Regions from separate parts of the Mus musculus genome. Here region 1 is linked to region 2. The links are chromatin contacts, called in public HiChIP or PLAC-seq maps. All regions are on one chromosome and are shown on one strand. Each heading gives the region's core, a stretch centred on a gene start, on an enhancer-like site or on the middle of the called end of the contact. The rest is flanking DNA. Distances are from core to core; before and after follow the strand shown.

Evidence for each region. HiChIP or PLAC-seq counts read pairs in DNA pulled down with a chosen protein or histone mark.
Region 1: an H3K4me3 HiChIP or PLAC-seq map of embryonic stem cells shows a contact between it and region 2, with 15 read pairs. The contact joins the promoter of Glt1d1 here to the promoter of Tmem132c in region 2. A contact is called at or near these places in 2 of 39 promoter capture datasets (frontonasal cranial neural crest and hippocampal neurons), 2 of 484 Hi-C or Micro-C datasets (both in embryonic stem cells) and 5 of 115 datasets of contacts at active chromatin or transcription factors (embryonic forebrain, embryonic limb bud, embryonic midbrain and 2 more).

What each region holds. Positions count from the first base shown.
Region 1 is chr5:127,627,327-127,634,828 of GRCm38.p6, reverse strand. Glt1d1 (glycosyltransferase 1 domain containing 1) reads right to left here and starts at 2,567. Exons shown (of 12, transcript NM_177005.4): 1 at 2,478-2,567. The coding sequence starts at 2,545. It also overlaps a transcript of Slc15a4 not described here.
Region 2 is chr5:127,238,705-127,246,337 of GRCm38.p6, reverse strand. It overlaps Tmem132c (transmembrane protein 132C), which reads right to left and starts at 4,512. Exons shown (of 9, transcript NM_175432.3): 1 at 4,318-4,512. The coding sequence starts at 4,423.

The sequences.
Region 1 (7,502 bases), core at 1,318-3,817, 390 kb before region 2:
GCACTCTTCTTCACTGAGCTATCTTCCCAGCCCCGGAGACGTGACGTTTGTCTAGGAAAGTCAGTTCTTATGCTGCAAGCAGAGAGTGTCAGTTTCAAAAGAATGGGGGTAGAATTTTCAGGTTTTATGGTTGTTTTCTGGGAAAGAGGGCTCAGATTTCTATGACTACTTTGGGGAAGAGAAATTCTCTTTGTATTTTGTTGTTGTCCTTTGCTTGCTCTATGTAAGAAAGGGTTGGAGAGATGGCTTGGTGGTTAAGAGCACTGACCGCTCTTCCAGAGGACCCGGGTTCAATTCCCAGCACCCACATGGCAGCTCACAACTCTCTGTGACTCCAAGATCTGACACTCTTACCCAGACATACTTGCAAGCAAAATACCAATGCACGGGGCTGGTGAGATGGCTCAGTGGGTAAGAGCACCCGACTGCTCTTCCGAAGGTCCGGAGTTCAAATCCCAGCAACCACATGGTGGCTCACAACCATCTGTAACAAGATCTGACGCCCTCTTCTGGAGTGTCTGAAGACAGCTACAGTGTACTTACATATAATAAATAAATAAATCTTTAAAAAAAAATACCAATGCACATAAAAAATAAAAATAAATAATGATTTAAAAAAGGAAGGGAACAGGAGATGGGAATATAGGAGGTCAGCTTCAGACTTTGGCATCACCCAATAAATATTCTGAAGGAATCATTTACAGTCAATCACTGATCTGTGAGTCTACAACTTTATTCCAAGGCTATGCGAGCTTCTCACTAAGCCCACCAGGGCCTTCCCTAACCACAGACTATCCCCCTAGGAATGGCACACATCCTCCAAGCCCTCTTCCCCCATGGGAAGGGGCATACAAACTTCTGGGTTAGCGATTGATTCTACTTTGTGACGACCTCCATGCACATGATACATTTGGGCATGTTTTCCACTATTTCATTCATCCGTGATCAAGTCATTCCGGAGAATCTTGGACCTTTCCCACCCACACAGTCAAATGTTAGCTAAAGGTGCTTAATGTTTAAATGGTAATCGCAAATACAATCTCTTCCTCTTACCATGTGCACAAGACAGCTGGATAACTGTCTCGCCAACCTTCTGTTTCTTGAACAGCTTAAGTTAACATTGGCCTCGGGACCTGTGGGTGCTTTCCCTCTGATCTTAGCTTACAAGCTACTTCTGCCGAGAGCCCAGCCTGGACCTTATCACTTGAAGGAGCCCCTCCAACGCAAAGGTTATATTGTTTTGGTATTGCTTTGCTTTGGAGATAGGCTCTCAAGTAGCTGGAAGTTGACAGTAGCAGAGGATGCCCTTGAACTTCTAATGGTCCTGCCTTCAGCTCCCAAAGGCTGGGGTTATCAGCATGTGGTCATGTACAACCGCACCTCCTGGGTTTATGCACTGCTGGGAACGGAACCCAGGGATTCACCTATGCTTGCCTGGCACTCTATCAAATTGGCCACACCCCAGCATGGTTTTATTTGCTCCATGGTCCCAATCGCCCTGGAATGATTTACCCCTGTGTTTACTCTCCTTGTAAATGACTTGCACTTTTCTACTGGAAAGAGCTCAGTCCACAGAGAGCCCGAAGAGTGACTGAATTAGAGGGAGGGGAATCTCACACAATCACAACACTATCACCACTCCGGGGAAACTTCAGGTATGCATCTGCCCGCCTTTGGTTGTTCACTGTGATCTTGAGAGGAACTGTAACATTTTTTTTAGCTTGAAGACTCAACGGCTCTTTCCCATGATGAGGAAACATACCCACTGGGGGCGGGGGGGGGGGGGGAGCCATTGGGAAATGTCTTGAAGCAAGTGGAAGGGGAGGGAGAGAGCGCGCGCGGGGGGCGGGGGGGAGCGAGCAAGTGAGCACGGGCACGTAAGTGTCTGCTTTTCCAATGATTCAGACCAGCCCGGTTTGATCCAGGCAACCAGATGGCCAGAGGTGAATGGACCCGCCTTCCCTGCCTTGTCCTGGCTCCAGGCTTCCGTCCCAGGTAAACATACAAAGCAAAAAGAGGCCTAATTAAATAAAATAAGCTGAGCGTTCAGAAGAGAACCAGGTAGGAAGTGCGGGCGCGGGGGAGGGAATGGCAGCAGCCACGGAACTCGGACCCTGAATCTCCGCACGTGCTGGAGCATCCGATGCACCGGGACTCTGCGTCTTTCCAGCCACGTGGGTCCCCGCTTCTCATCCCAGGCCACTCTGCCCAAAGCTCAAGTCTGCAGCGAGGCCTTTGCTGAGCCTCTGGTTTCCCCCACCACCACCCCGCGTCCCAGCGCTGGCCCAGGCGGCCTCTTTGCGGCATCCTAGGGCACTCACAATAGCCAGACAGGGCAGCAGGCAGCTGGAATCAGAGCTGCAGCCCCTCGCGCCCGCACCTGCGCCTACAACCCGGCCGTTTGTGCACGCGCGGCTCCGGCGCCCGGCCCAGTCCGGCATCCCCACGCGAGGGATGCTCAGGTCCCCGCAACATACCGTAGGCGCCCAGCTGTGACCGCGTTGCCAGTGTGAGGCCTCAGTACTGCCAGGAACAGGAGCCGCATGTCGTCGCTACCGCCAAGAACTGGGCCACCAGGCCCGGGCGGAGGGGTAGGGGTGGATTCGGTCCCGCCTGCTGTTCCAAGGCGGAGCCCGCAGGTTCAGGGGTAGGGAGGGGAGGGGAGGAGGGAGGGAAGGCAGGGAGGGCAGGGGAGGGGACACGAAGGGAAGGGAAGGGAGAAGGGAGATCTGGGGGCCCCGAGGGGACCTGAGGAGACTAGCGGGTGGGGGTGGGGGTGGGGGTCACGAGACCAGGTGTCAGACAGCCACGAGCTCAGAAAGATGGGAGGTGGGGGGAGGTTGTCCACTCTTCAGGCACCAAGAACATAGGTTGTCCTGTGACTTCCCCTCGTAAAGATCATGAGTTGGGCTCCTACATGCAACATAGTGGCTGATACAGAGACTGCTCCCCCAGAGACTAGGACCAGGTGAGGTGTAGGTACAAGACCACATGTGGAGAGGGGACTTGAGCTTCACTTTGCATTGAGAGGACCCTAGACCCTAAGGATGCCCTGGACTCTATGTATGTAGGCAGTCCGTCCTTTTGTAGACTCTGGCTTCCCCAAACTAAGTTCTGTGAACTTCCAGAGAAAGAGTATGGAGAACCAAAATAGAGAAGGCTGTTATGGAGCTGGCTGGGTTCAGGGATGTAGGTTTGCAATTCCAGGAATACAGAGACTGAGGCAGGAGGATTGCTGTAAGTTGAAGACCAGCCACAAGATTCTGAGGAAAGGAGGGGAAGTGGGGGGGGGGGGGCACCCAGCAGCCCTGGATTTCTTGCTTGCTAGACTCTTCTTCCAAGCGTTAAGCCACATCCACATCCGCAGCCTCAGGCAGTTTTTGAGGAGTGTGGTGTAAGGCTAGGAAGTCAGGTTTGTGCAGAGCCCAGGGCTCAGAGCCTCCTGCACTAAATACACCTGAGCAGGAAGGGTGGGAAGAGACAGTCTTGTGACAGCGTGACATTTGGGTGAATTCATGGCGTTTTACAAAGACATGTGCATTATTTAAAGCCCATCAATATTATAGAACCAATATTCTAAGCATAGCCCCGGAAATTAATCTCTTCCCATCCCTGAAAACTCCCTAACAACTTCAAAGAAGAAAGAGTAGGTGCCTGGGTCCCTTGAGTAGCCTTCTCCCAGTCCAGCTTCGTAACACACTGGTCTCTGATTGTCAATGGACAAAGCCTGCCTCTGCAGGGGAACACTGGACCCACTCTCCTACCTATTCACAGGGGGGAAGCAAGGGAAGGTTGGTTGGTTTGTTTGATTGTTTGATTGTTTTTTTTTAATCATATAATTACCTGATTCTTCCTTCTCTCCACAGAAAAGACTAATAGGACTTGCTCTTTTCTTTTCTTTTCTTTTCTTTTCTTTTCTTTTCTTTTCTTTTCTTTTCTTTTCTTTTCTTTTCTTTTCTTCCTTCCTTTCTTTCTTTCTTTCTTTCTTTCTTTCTTTCTTTCTTTCTTTCTTTCAAGTTTTATTTTTGAGTGTGTGCATGCGCGCGTGCATGTGCATCTGTTTAGGTGCCTGTGGAGGCTAGAAGAGGTTATTGGATCCTATAGAGCTGGAGTTACGAGTGGTTGTGAGCTGTCTGATGTGGTTCTGGGATTCAAACCCACATCCTCAGTAGGAACGGCTCCCTTCTGCTCCAGCCCCCCAGAATTTATTTTTGAATCTGGAGATGTCTTCCAGGCGTCTTTTGACTGCCATAGCTCAACCCATCACATTCACATTCCGGAAGGAAGGAGAGAAGGAAGGAAAAATGATGCCCTCAGAGTAGCACATCTCATTTTTCAGGCATACTTCTGGAAATTCACCGGGACCCTTGATGGTGTTCTTTTAATGACGACGTGAGTGCTTTGAGGTTGCAAGGAAGCTGGCCAAAAGATGAGTGTGTGGTGCACACTGTCACCCTCGGCAAAGCTTGTTTATCAGAAAAATGGGAGGGGAGGTCTGAGGTCACCTCTGCGATCTAATCTGTCTACAGAGGAACAAAAGAAAATGTATAATGATCTCTGTTGGTGCAAGCTACGTATGGTGACACACACTTATAAACCCACCTGCTGGTCAAGACACTAAAGCAGGAGAGTAGAAAGTTCAAGGCCAGCATAGGTAACTTGCTGAAACTCTTGTCATTTTGAGTTTAGTTTGGTTTGGTTGAGACAGGGTATCACTATGTAGGACTTCTGTCTTGGAACTCACTCTGTAGACCACCAGGCTGGCCTCAAACTCAGAGATCTGCCTGCCTCTGCCTCTCCAGTGCTGGGATTAAAGGCATGGGTTTTTGTTTTGTTTTGTTGTTTTGGTTGGTTGGTCTGATTGGTTGGTTTGATTTTGGTCTTTTGAGAAACAAGGTTTTGGCCATCCTGGAACTCAACTCTGTAAACCAGAGTCAGCGATCCAACAACCTCTACCTCTTGAGTGCTGGAATTAAAGGTGTTCGCCAGCACCATCCCACCCCTATCCAAGGTATGTTTTAAAAGTAGGATTGAAGCTGGTATAAGGGTGCATGCCTTTAGTCCTGGCATTTTGGAGGCAGAGGCAGTGAGAACTCTTGAGTATGAGGCCAGTCTAGTCTACAAAGTGAGTTCTAGGCCAACCAGGAATCCATAGGAAGAGTCTGTCTCAGAAATCAAACCAAAATACACAAAACAAAAACCTATGTCCTTTCTACCCCTAGGCAGCAGAGAGGCATTCTTTGGGTTCTAGAGAATAAATCTTAAGAGTCAGAGTGCACTTGGAAGGCAGAGGCAGGCAGATTTCTGAGTTTGAGGCCAGCCTGGTCTACAGAGTGAGTTCCAGGACAGCCAGGACTACACAGAGAAACCCTGTCTCGGAAAACAAAACAAAACAAAACAAAAAGTCAGAATGTCATCTGGACATGCCCTCTGGACATTCTAGGACAGTGGTTCTCAACTTTGTTAATGCTCTGACACTTCAAGACAGTTCATGTTCTGATAACTCCCCAATGGTAAAATTATTTTCTTTTTCTTTTTTTTTTAAGATTTATTTATTATTATATGTAAGTACACTGTAGCTGACTTCAGATATACCTGAAGAGGGCATCAGATTCCATTACAGATGGTTGTGAGCCACCATGTGGTTGCTGGGATTTGAACTCAGAACCTTCAAGTGAAAAGTCATTGCTCTTTAACCGCTGAGCCCAGCCCTAAAATTATTTTCATTGCTATTTCATAACTGTAATTTTGCTAGTTATGATTTTCATAATGTACATATCTTCTATGCAGGCTATCTGATATGTGACCCCTATGGGGTAACGTGACCCACAGGTTGATAACCCCTGCTCTGGGAGCACCTGTTGGCTCCCTGCTGGTGGTGGCTGTCAACATTCTTCCTTTGGTAGCTCCACCACCCCAGGTTCCACCACCTGGTGCATGGCCCCGTCTCTGCTAGCTGTCCCTTGGTCTCCCTCCATCTCTGCTAGCTGTCCCTTGGTCCCCCTCCATCTCTGCTAGCTGTCCCTTGGTCCCCCTCCATCTCTGCTAGCTGTCCCTTGGTCCCCCTCCATCTCTGCTAGCTGTCCCTTGGTCCCCCTCCATCTCTGCTAGCTGTCCCTTGGTCCCCCTCCATCTCTGCTAGCTGTCCCTTGGTCCCCCTCCATCTCTGCTAGCTGTCCCTTGGTCCCCCTCCATCTCTGCTAGCTGTCCCTTGGTCTCCCTCCAGAGGTGTTTCCTAATGCATTGGGGAGATGCACTTGTCAAGAAGATGCTGTGTCTTCACTCTAGTTCAGCGTGTGCACTCAGTGTCGAAGGAGACTAGAAGAAGATGTCAGAGCTGGAACTGGAGTTCTAGGTGACGATGTGGGTGCCCTCGGAATCAAACTCTGGTCCTCTGCAAGAGCAGCTGGTGCTCTTAATCACTGAGCCGTCTGTCCAGCCTCCGTGTTCTGATTTCTGATAGGAGGCAGTGCTACTCTTAAGTGGGTTGGCTAGGCTCGAGTTCACATTGGATGTTCCTGGAATATAGGTGTCCCATCAAGTAGGAGAGGCTGACTTAGCTTTTGGGACCCACAACTTGGACAGGCCCAAGGCGTCAATTAATTCATTGGTAAAGTGAGTAAAGGCATAAGCAGATGAGCTCATCTTTCATGGGGGCTCTCATATGATCGTCTTAAGTAGGTAATAGAAAAGGGCCCAGGGGCAAATACGTTATGGTAGGAACTGTAGAAATTATTGTGGGGGAGGGGAGGCTGCTGATACTACTCTAGCTGCTTCTAATATAAGGCTCTTCAAATGTATGCAAAGGGGGGGGATCTGTTTTCTTTTTGATCATAATGTGTGCTCAGATCATTTTCTAGCTCCTAGCACTGGAGCGAACACAAAGTTGTGTCTCATCAACCCTGAAAAGACTATTGTACTGCGCGCTCCGAGGGTCTGCCGCCTTCAGACCTGGCTCTGTAGTCAAAAATCAGCACTTGGGTTTTGTTTTTTTTCTTTCGTGCTCATCATGGGCCAGGCAGCCACGTGTCTGTTGATATCAAGAACTTTGAGCCTTTCTGTCATTATTCAGCCCCGTGATGCTGTAGGCTGTGGGTTGCTGTGTGTGCGTGCATGTATGAGTGTGCAGTAGTGGGCGACAGAAAAGAAGAGAGAAAGACAGAGAGAGTGAGAGACAGAGAGACAGAGAAAGGATAAGGGAGGGGGAAGAGACAGAAGAGTGGAGGGTGGTGGATATTTCTGAACACATTCACACTCTTCTTGCATGAGTCAAAAATCACATACAATCCCATTACCCTAAGAAAACCACTATTGTGGATGTGAAAGGTCCTGCACCGGCTGGTGGTTTAGAACCCCGGATCCCCAGCTGGTGGCGCTGTTGCTGGTTTTTTTGTTTTCGGTTTTCCGAGACAGGGTTTCTCTGTGTAGCCCTGGCTGCCCTGGAACTCATGTTGTAGACCAGGCTGTCCTGGAACTCAGAAACCCGCCTGCCTCTGCCTCCC
Region 2 (7,633 bases), core at 3,263-5,762:
ATGTATGGACAGTCATGAAATCCATAATTGCTAAGACCCACCTTATATGCCATAGGAATGAGGATAAGTTAAATGCCAAAGTAGTCAAGAAAACATAAAATGTAAAAACATCCTACAGAGGGGCTGTGAGAGGGCTCAGCAGGTAAGGCGGCTTGCTACCAAGCCTGACAATCTGTGAGTTCTGCCTCTGGAATCTGAAGGGTGGAAACGTGAGAACCTGGTCCTCTGGGTAGCCCTCTGACCTCCACGTGTGTGCACCTACATAGATACATGCACACACCAAGAGGAAATAGTTTTAAAATCCCAAAGAAGAACGGGTGGTGGTGCACACCTTTAATCCCAGTACTTGGGAAGTAGAGGCAGGTGGATCTCTGTGGGTTGGAGACCAGCTTGGTCTACAGAGAGGGTTCCAGGACAGCCAGGACCACATAGAAAGACCCTGTCTCCAAAAACCAACAACCAAAAACCACCCAACCACCCAACAATCCAACCAAGCAACAACAACAGCCCAAAGTAATTTGTAGTACTTGGCTATTCCAAGTAACCAAATAACAATAATATGTAGTGGGACAGATGACCTGGCTGAAGGGAAACAAAATGTCCAAGTTACCAAATCACTCAGCATCACCCAAGGCCTAGATACTCATCCAGGAGGAACAAATCCATACCACCTAGAAACCTGTCTCTGAATATTCACAAATTTTCCATAATTGCTAAGACCCGGAGTCCTTCATTTGAGCAACAAACTGTTGCAGTCAGTCAAGGGAATATTACTCTGCATTAAAAAGGAATGCCCACTGTCACTGAGGCAAAGCTGAGTATGGAAGGCACTGTGCTGATTTGATAGCAGCAGATCTGAAAGCCAGGCACAGTGTGAGCCCATCACCGTGTTATGGAAACAGGAAATGTCCAGAGACCAAAAATCACGTCAGGGACTGTGGATGGTGAAAGGAGATGGTACAGGGTTTCTGAAGATGATCCAAAAGTTGATACATTTATATATGTTTGTCAAAACTTATAACTATCTACTTTAAATGGGAAAATTTCATTGTATGCATTTTTTCCTTAATAAACTTGGCTTTAGAACAAAGGGGATAACCAGGGTCTGGTGGGATTGCTCAGTGGTTAACAGTACTGGCTGCTCTTCCAGAAGACCTGAGTTCGAACACAACACCCACATGGTAGCACAAAAAAAAAAAAAAAAAAACTGTAACTGTTGTTCCAGGAGATCCCACACCTTCTTCTGGCCTCCAAGAGAACCAACTGCACATATAGTATACAGATTTACATATGGGCAAACACTAATACACAACAATAAAAACAAAAAAATAAGCTTATGTATAGCTTGTGGCAAATAGAAGATCATTTCTTGTAATTTACTCAGATAATCTGTATGCAGTTGTGCAGTGTAGTTTAGGAGCCTGACATAGATGCTACAGGGGGGAAAATGAATTTTTACGTGACTTCTCCCATTTTTAAAACTATAAATGTATTTTATTTAATTACAGGAATACTCCCATTAAGAACAAAAACGAACAAAAACACTGAAAATCTGCAGTCTTTTGCAAGCATCCTGTGGATAGTCCAAGTCTGATGAGAGCCAGGTTGGGGGGGGGGTGAACAGGGGCAAGCCAAAGCCTGGTGGGGGTTCCAGGGACCTTTGAACATCTGTCACACAGGGGGATGCTGTGTGGCAGATGAGAAAGGATGGCCCAAGGTCTTGGTCTCCAAAGACAGCATGGCCGTGGGCAGGGGAGAAGAACCTTTTTTACCGGTAATTCCCAGAGTGCTAAGAGGCCAGAGAAGTGTTTATCATTCCTTTCTTCCTTCCTTCAGTGGCCAACACTGATCTTAAAGCTATTTCTATTCTCCAAAGCCTCCTCCAATCGAAGGCTCCTGAGCTTCGTTCACCACCGTTGATTCGTCCGTGTACAGCTTACAGCCCACACCTCCATAGAGGCCTCGGTCCACCTGGCCGTGTGCACATCTCAATATCAGTGGACCTTCCATCGGGTTCCGGTGAGCTGGAATCCACAGCCCAAACCAGCTGTCTCTGGGGCCCGTCCACCTAATCAGAAGCCATCAGAAGCCCACAACCCTTTCCACCTGCCTTTGAGGGTTGACGGGTGTAGAAGCGGGTGTTTCAGCTCAAGGGAGCCTTAGGGAGAGAGCCCTTCCTTTCAATGCACTGTCCTATTTATGAAAACTCCAGAGCACAACTGTGCTTTCTGTAACCCCTGATGTGTTGCAAAGCTTCAGAACTAACCGTCAAAAACACACACTTGGTTGGTGGCCGATGACTGGACAGATTTCCAAGGTTCCAGAAACATGCGCAGAGACCCTTGTATAGTCAAAGTCCCTGGTGGCATAGCTGTTTTTAAGACAGTGGAAATTTAAACAAGGGTGAGAAGGTGTTTGTTTCTGTCAAACATGCTGTGGAGGAGCCGGGAGGTGGCTCAGGGGTAGACTCACGCATGCGCGTGTATGCAGGAGGACCTGAATCCCAGACTCAGGAAAACAGAAAAGCGAGGCAGGTGAAGCAGGCTGGCTTCCCAGCGCTTAGGAGGCAGTAATGCACAGGGCAGGGCTGGAAGGAACTTAATGAGGGAACTTCCCCGCCAGATGAGAAGCTCTGTCTCAGAAAAAAACAAAAAACCCTCCGTGGAGACGGACTGCGGAAGACAGCGAGGATTGATCTCCTGTCTCTACACATAGGTGCGAACACACACCCGCTTGCACACGCACGCACGCACGCGACATCTTACAGAGTAAACACCAGGCTGGGTTAGGAAGACACCGGGGACGAACTGTAGCTTTCATCAGCCATACAAAGTGAAAACACATTTGGCAGACGGGCTTCCAGAACCAACCTTAGAAGCCCTCCCCACTTCCCACCCCCAACATGGTGAAGTCTAGCAAATCCAGGTGTCTTGGTGGGGAGGGGGGCGCTTTGCATCACATGGGCTTTCCCAGCCCTGCAACCTCCACCATGCCAGCCCCACCCCAGCGCCTTCAATCGCCAGCCAGCCCAAGGTCTAAAACGGCCACCGCAATAACAGCCGCTTCTTAGTCAGAAGCGAAATCTGGGTCTCTTTCTCTCTTTCTTTCTAACTCCCCATTAAGCCATTTGGTGATCAGAATCCGCGGGGAGGTGTGTACCGAGAGCCGCCTCTGGGCTAATAGCAGAACACAGGTAAAGGCTCCTGAATTTCTGCTCTTTGGGGGGGGGGGGAAGCCCACTCCCAACACCCCCACCCCCCACCCCAGTTTACCCGGGGCTCTGTGGAAACAGGACCCACTGGAAGGAAGCACAGCGTACATGGCAGGTTTGTCTGGGAATTGCTCCTCGAGTAAGGGGCATCCCCTGGTTTCACATGGTGGAGTAGAGACTTTTGTAAAGCAAATTCTACTTTTTAACGCCAATTGTCAACTTGTCTCCCCAGATACATTTCCAGCCCATCCTTGGAACCCCGGACAGGAGTGAGGTCTCGACATCTGTGCGGGGCGGATTAGAGCGAATCCTCAGTCCAGTCCGTGTCAAAGGCTGAGCTTGAACCCGCCTCGCTGCGGGAGGGCTCAGGACTCCGGGGAACATCCGGGCTTAACCCACCGCACGCGAAAACCCCTTCAGGGCGCCCCCGCGACCGCACCCCGTAGCTCGCGGACCCTAAATGCCTGAAGCCAGCGGCTCCGATCTTCCAGTCCTGCCTGCCGCCGACCGGGCTCACAGAAGAGTAATAATATGACTTAGCGACCTTAAGCAGCAGCGAGCGCTCTGGCCAGGCTGCGTCAGCCGGTTTGCACAAGTCTCCAGAAACCTGCAGAGTCCGGATTCCCACGGCCCCCGGAGCAAAGGACCGAAGTGGGAGCCTAACGGCGAGTCGCTGGAAACCAGAGCGGTCCGATGCTTTCAATGCCACCGTTCGGTCTAATGTAGGGCGGAAAGTCTCAGGTTTCTCTAAAGCTGGGGAAGGGGCCGCGGGAAACCAGGGTCCTCCCCGCGTCCCGCAGCTGCACCGAGTCCCGGGTGTGTAGCCCAATGTAGAAGTCAAGGTGTAGCCCAGACCCAGAGTCCGGCAACCACGCCCCCCCCCCCCCCCCGCTCTCCTGGAGGGAGGCAGTAGGGCTTCGAGGTGGGCTGCCGCGGAGGATCCCTAGCACTGACTCTAATGCTCCAAGCTGAGGCTGGTGTCCGCTGTTTCCGTAGATGGAGGCTCTAAGATGGGACCCGGATCTCGCGCCGCTCTCTCCACCCTCGCCCCGGCTTTCCCGCAGCCTACTAGGGGACCTGGAGGTCCCCGCCAGCGCCCGCCTTACCTTGGCCCAGTAGCGTGGCTAGGACCAGGCTCAGCGCCCCGTACCGCGCCGCCCGCCTCGGGGCCGCGCCCTCGGAGCGCATCGTGGCCGCTGTCACGCCATCCATCGCCAGCCCCGGGACCGCGCCGGTTGCCCCATGCCCGGGGCCGCCCCCGGCAGCGCTCCGGCTCCGGCGGCTGCTCCTGAACGGGTCCGGACAACTTTTCTCGGGTTGCAGCCGCGGTCCTGCTGATCCCGCCCCCGGGACCGCCCACTTCGGGCCCGCCCACTACACCCTCCGGATCCGCCCACCTCCGGCCCCCGCTCGCGGCCAGAGGGATGGATGGAGGATGCTTGTGTGCCAGAGAGGTTCCCGGAGCGCAGGCCTCGGGAGGGAGACCCAGAGAGAGGACGAAGAGACTCAGAGACCTCGAATCCCTCTCCTCCTGCTGCTGATCGGCCGCCTCGCAGTCTCCTGCCTCCGCGCAACCATGTCCTGCAAGACGGCTCTGCCCAGGTGCTCACCACGCAGGATGGAGCTGGATCCTTGCTCCCTGCGACTTGCTCCCCCCACCCCTCACGGTCACTCGGGGCCGTCGGTTCCCCATCTACAACATTAGGTCCTCCTCTTCTGAGGGCTGGAGACAACTGGATTTCAAAGCCACGTGCAGCTGTGGAGGAACTATCTAAGCGAAAGATTGGATTCAGTGGGATGTGTTCGGATGTGTGCTCCGCGTGCACTGCGCTTGGGAACGCGCTGACTAACCCCACTGTCTTTAGAAACCGGCCTGGGGCATGTGGCAAAGGCGAGACTCTTTTGTGTCTCTCACCCAATGTACTTTAAAAAAAAAAAATCAACTGTGCAGGGTTAAAACAAAACAGCGACGCCATGTCTCCACCTCCCCCTCCCCCCCCCCAAAAAAAAACATGCCTCAGATGTGCCTCGGTGAGAGCGGTTTCTCTGCACACCCTGAACCCATTTTCTCCTGACTTCCCAGCACTCCCTTCTGGTCACCAGGTTCTAGCCATGTCCCTTTAGGCTTACCAGCCCTAGGGTTTCATCTGCTGGTCCAGGAGCCTGGGCAGTGTGCTGCACAAAGACCCTCTTGGGTCTGCAAGTGAAAGGTTCTCAGGATGCACGCGCGAGCCTCTATCTGCCACTAGCTCTCCAAACCTGGGGATCCCCACCCTGTTCTAAGCCTCACGCTGCATAGGCTCAGTGGTCCCTCTCCCAACCAGGGCTGACAGAATCCTGTTGACCAATCCTTTGGAAAAGCTTTCAAAAACAGTGATTGTAGAAGAAATACCAGGGCAAGAAGCAAGCTTTCCAACCCCCAGATCAGGAGAAGGCAGAAGCAGCCCAAGGAGCCCAGACCTTGGAGACTAGCTTGCACCCAAAACGCAACTGGGCTCTCACAGGCCAGGGAGGCAGCCACTTTATATTTAGGTGATGCAGGCCCTACTGTTCAGCTCACTAAGCCACGGTAGACACATCCTTAGGAAGCAATAACGAAGTCACATGAGCCCCAAGAGGGGAAGGCAGACTTAATCATTTGTTTGTTTGTTTTTTGTTTTTTAAGTCTGGAAGTCTCTAGAGAATGACTTTTTAAAAAAAACTCAAATATTTAGCAAAGGAGATGTGCAACAGCCCGTTATTTCAGACTGAGGGATGGAGTTTGTTTCATCCACTATCTCCCGTTCAATAATAGGAACAAGAATTTAAAACCCCAAGGGGTTCTCACCTCCACATCTACACCCTGAATCACCATATGGGCACCTACTGTCATGTCCTCCAATCTCTTGAACCTTAGATACATCTCCCTTCCTGATGCCTCCAGAACAAACAGAAGGAGACCTAAGTAAAGAGAGTTTTCCTTTTGCAAGCTCCGCTTTAAGACTTCCTTTAATCTGCCACGTGACTTAAATCCAACAAACACATGGGAGAGAGGATCCTTGGTCCCTTTATCTTGGGAAACCCGCAGGTTCCCCCCTGGCTAACAAAGTTTCCTGTATTTATTTATTTTTTTAAAGTCCTGTATTATTGAACCTCAAAATCATTAATTCTTTAACTGAAATTGCTTCCAGATGCTCGCCTGAGTCTCATAAGCGACACCAGAGACCACTAATCTCCTCAAAGGGTATTGCGAAACTCCCCATAGGCTGCGGGCACATGGAGACAATTAATATGATTTATAGGAGGGCAGAGTTATTGGCAGGAGGCCTCCACATGTGCCCAGGGCTTCTAAGTGGAAGAGGCCACTTTTTAGATTTGTTTTGTTCATGCTGAAATCTTAAATGGACGGGGTATGGAGCTTGTTGGTGCGGCTTAGAGCAGCTTGTGCTGTCTGCTTCCAGGCAGGGTGTATGTCTCTGTATTGCTATGCTATACATTAAATGAGCCAGTGTTACTGAGGGTAAGACAAGAATGGCTATAGATTGGCCTCGTAAAAGCAGCCGTGGTCAGCTTGCAAAACAAACAGGGTCTTGACTCTTGGTGCTTATTGGTTGACACAGAAAACAAGGAAGGAAGAAAAATAAAAGACATGTTAGGCTCATGTTCGCAGACACATCGCAATGACCCTTAGAATTCCACATGTCATTCAGCCATTCAGCAAACAGTTTCCAGTTACCAGCCAGTTTCTTAGAGGGTTCTGAGAGTAGACTAGACCAAGGTCCCCTGATGGTTATCCTTGATTGACAGCTGGTTGGAATTTAGACTCTCATGGAAACAAGCCTCTGGTATGTCTATGAGAGGGTTTCTAAATTGCTTTACCTGTGGAGGGAAGACCCACCTTGAATGTGGGCAATACCATCCTGTGGGGTGGTATCTCAGACTGAATAAAAAGGAAATAGTGAGCTGAGCACCAGCATCCATCTCTCTCTGCTTCCTGACTGTGGATACAATGTTACCAGCTGCCTCACGCTCCTGCTGCCATGCCTCCCTGGCTCCACCACGATGAACTGTATTCCTTAAAACTGTGAGCCAGGATAACCCTTTTTCTCTCTTAACTTCCTTCGGTCAAGTATTTTGTCACAGCAATGACGGTCCTAAACTCGGATCTTTTCTCCTGTGGTAGACAGGAGCTCTAGGGAGGATGACTAAGGCAGTCTGTTAGGAGTTGTTGACTTTCAGTACAGCCTTCAGGGAAAGTGCAGTTGTGGGGGAGGGGACAGGTTTCATGATGATGAATGGAGGTAGGCAAGCAGAGGACTTTTAGGAAAATCCACAGTGAGAAACAAGGCCAGGCCTGGGTAGAGTGTGGCCCCAGGGGCAGCCGAGGATGCCAGGGGGTGTGGTGAGAACCACTGGATTTATCTGGGGAGGACTGGATGTGTC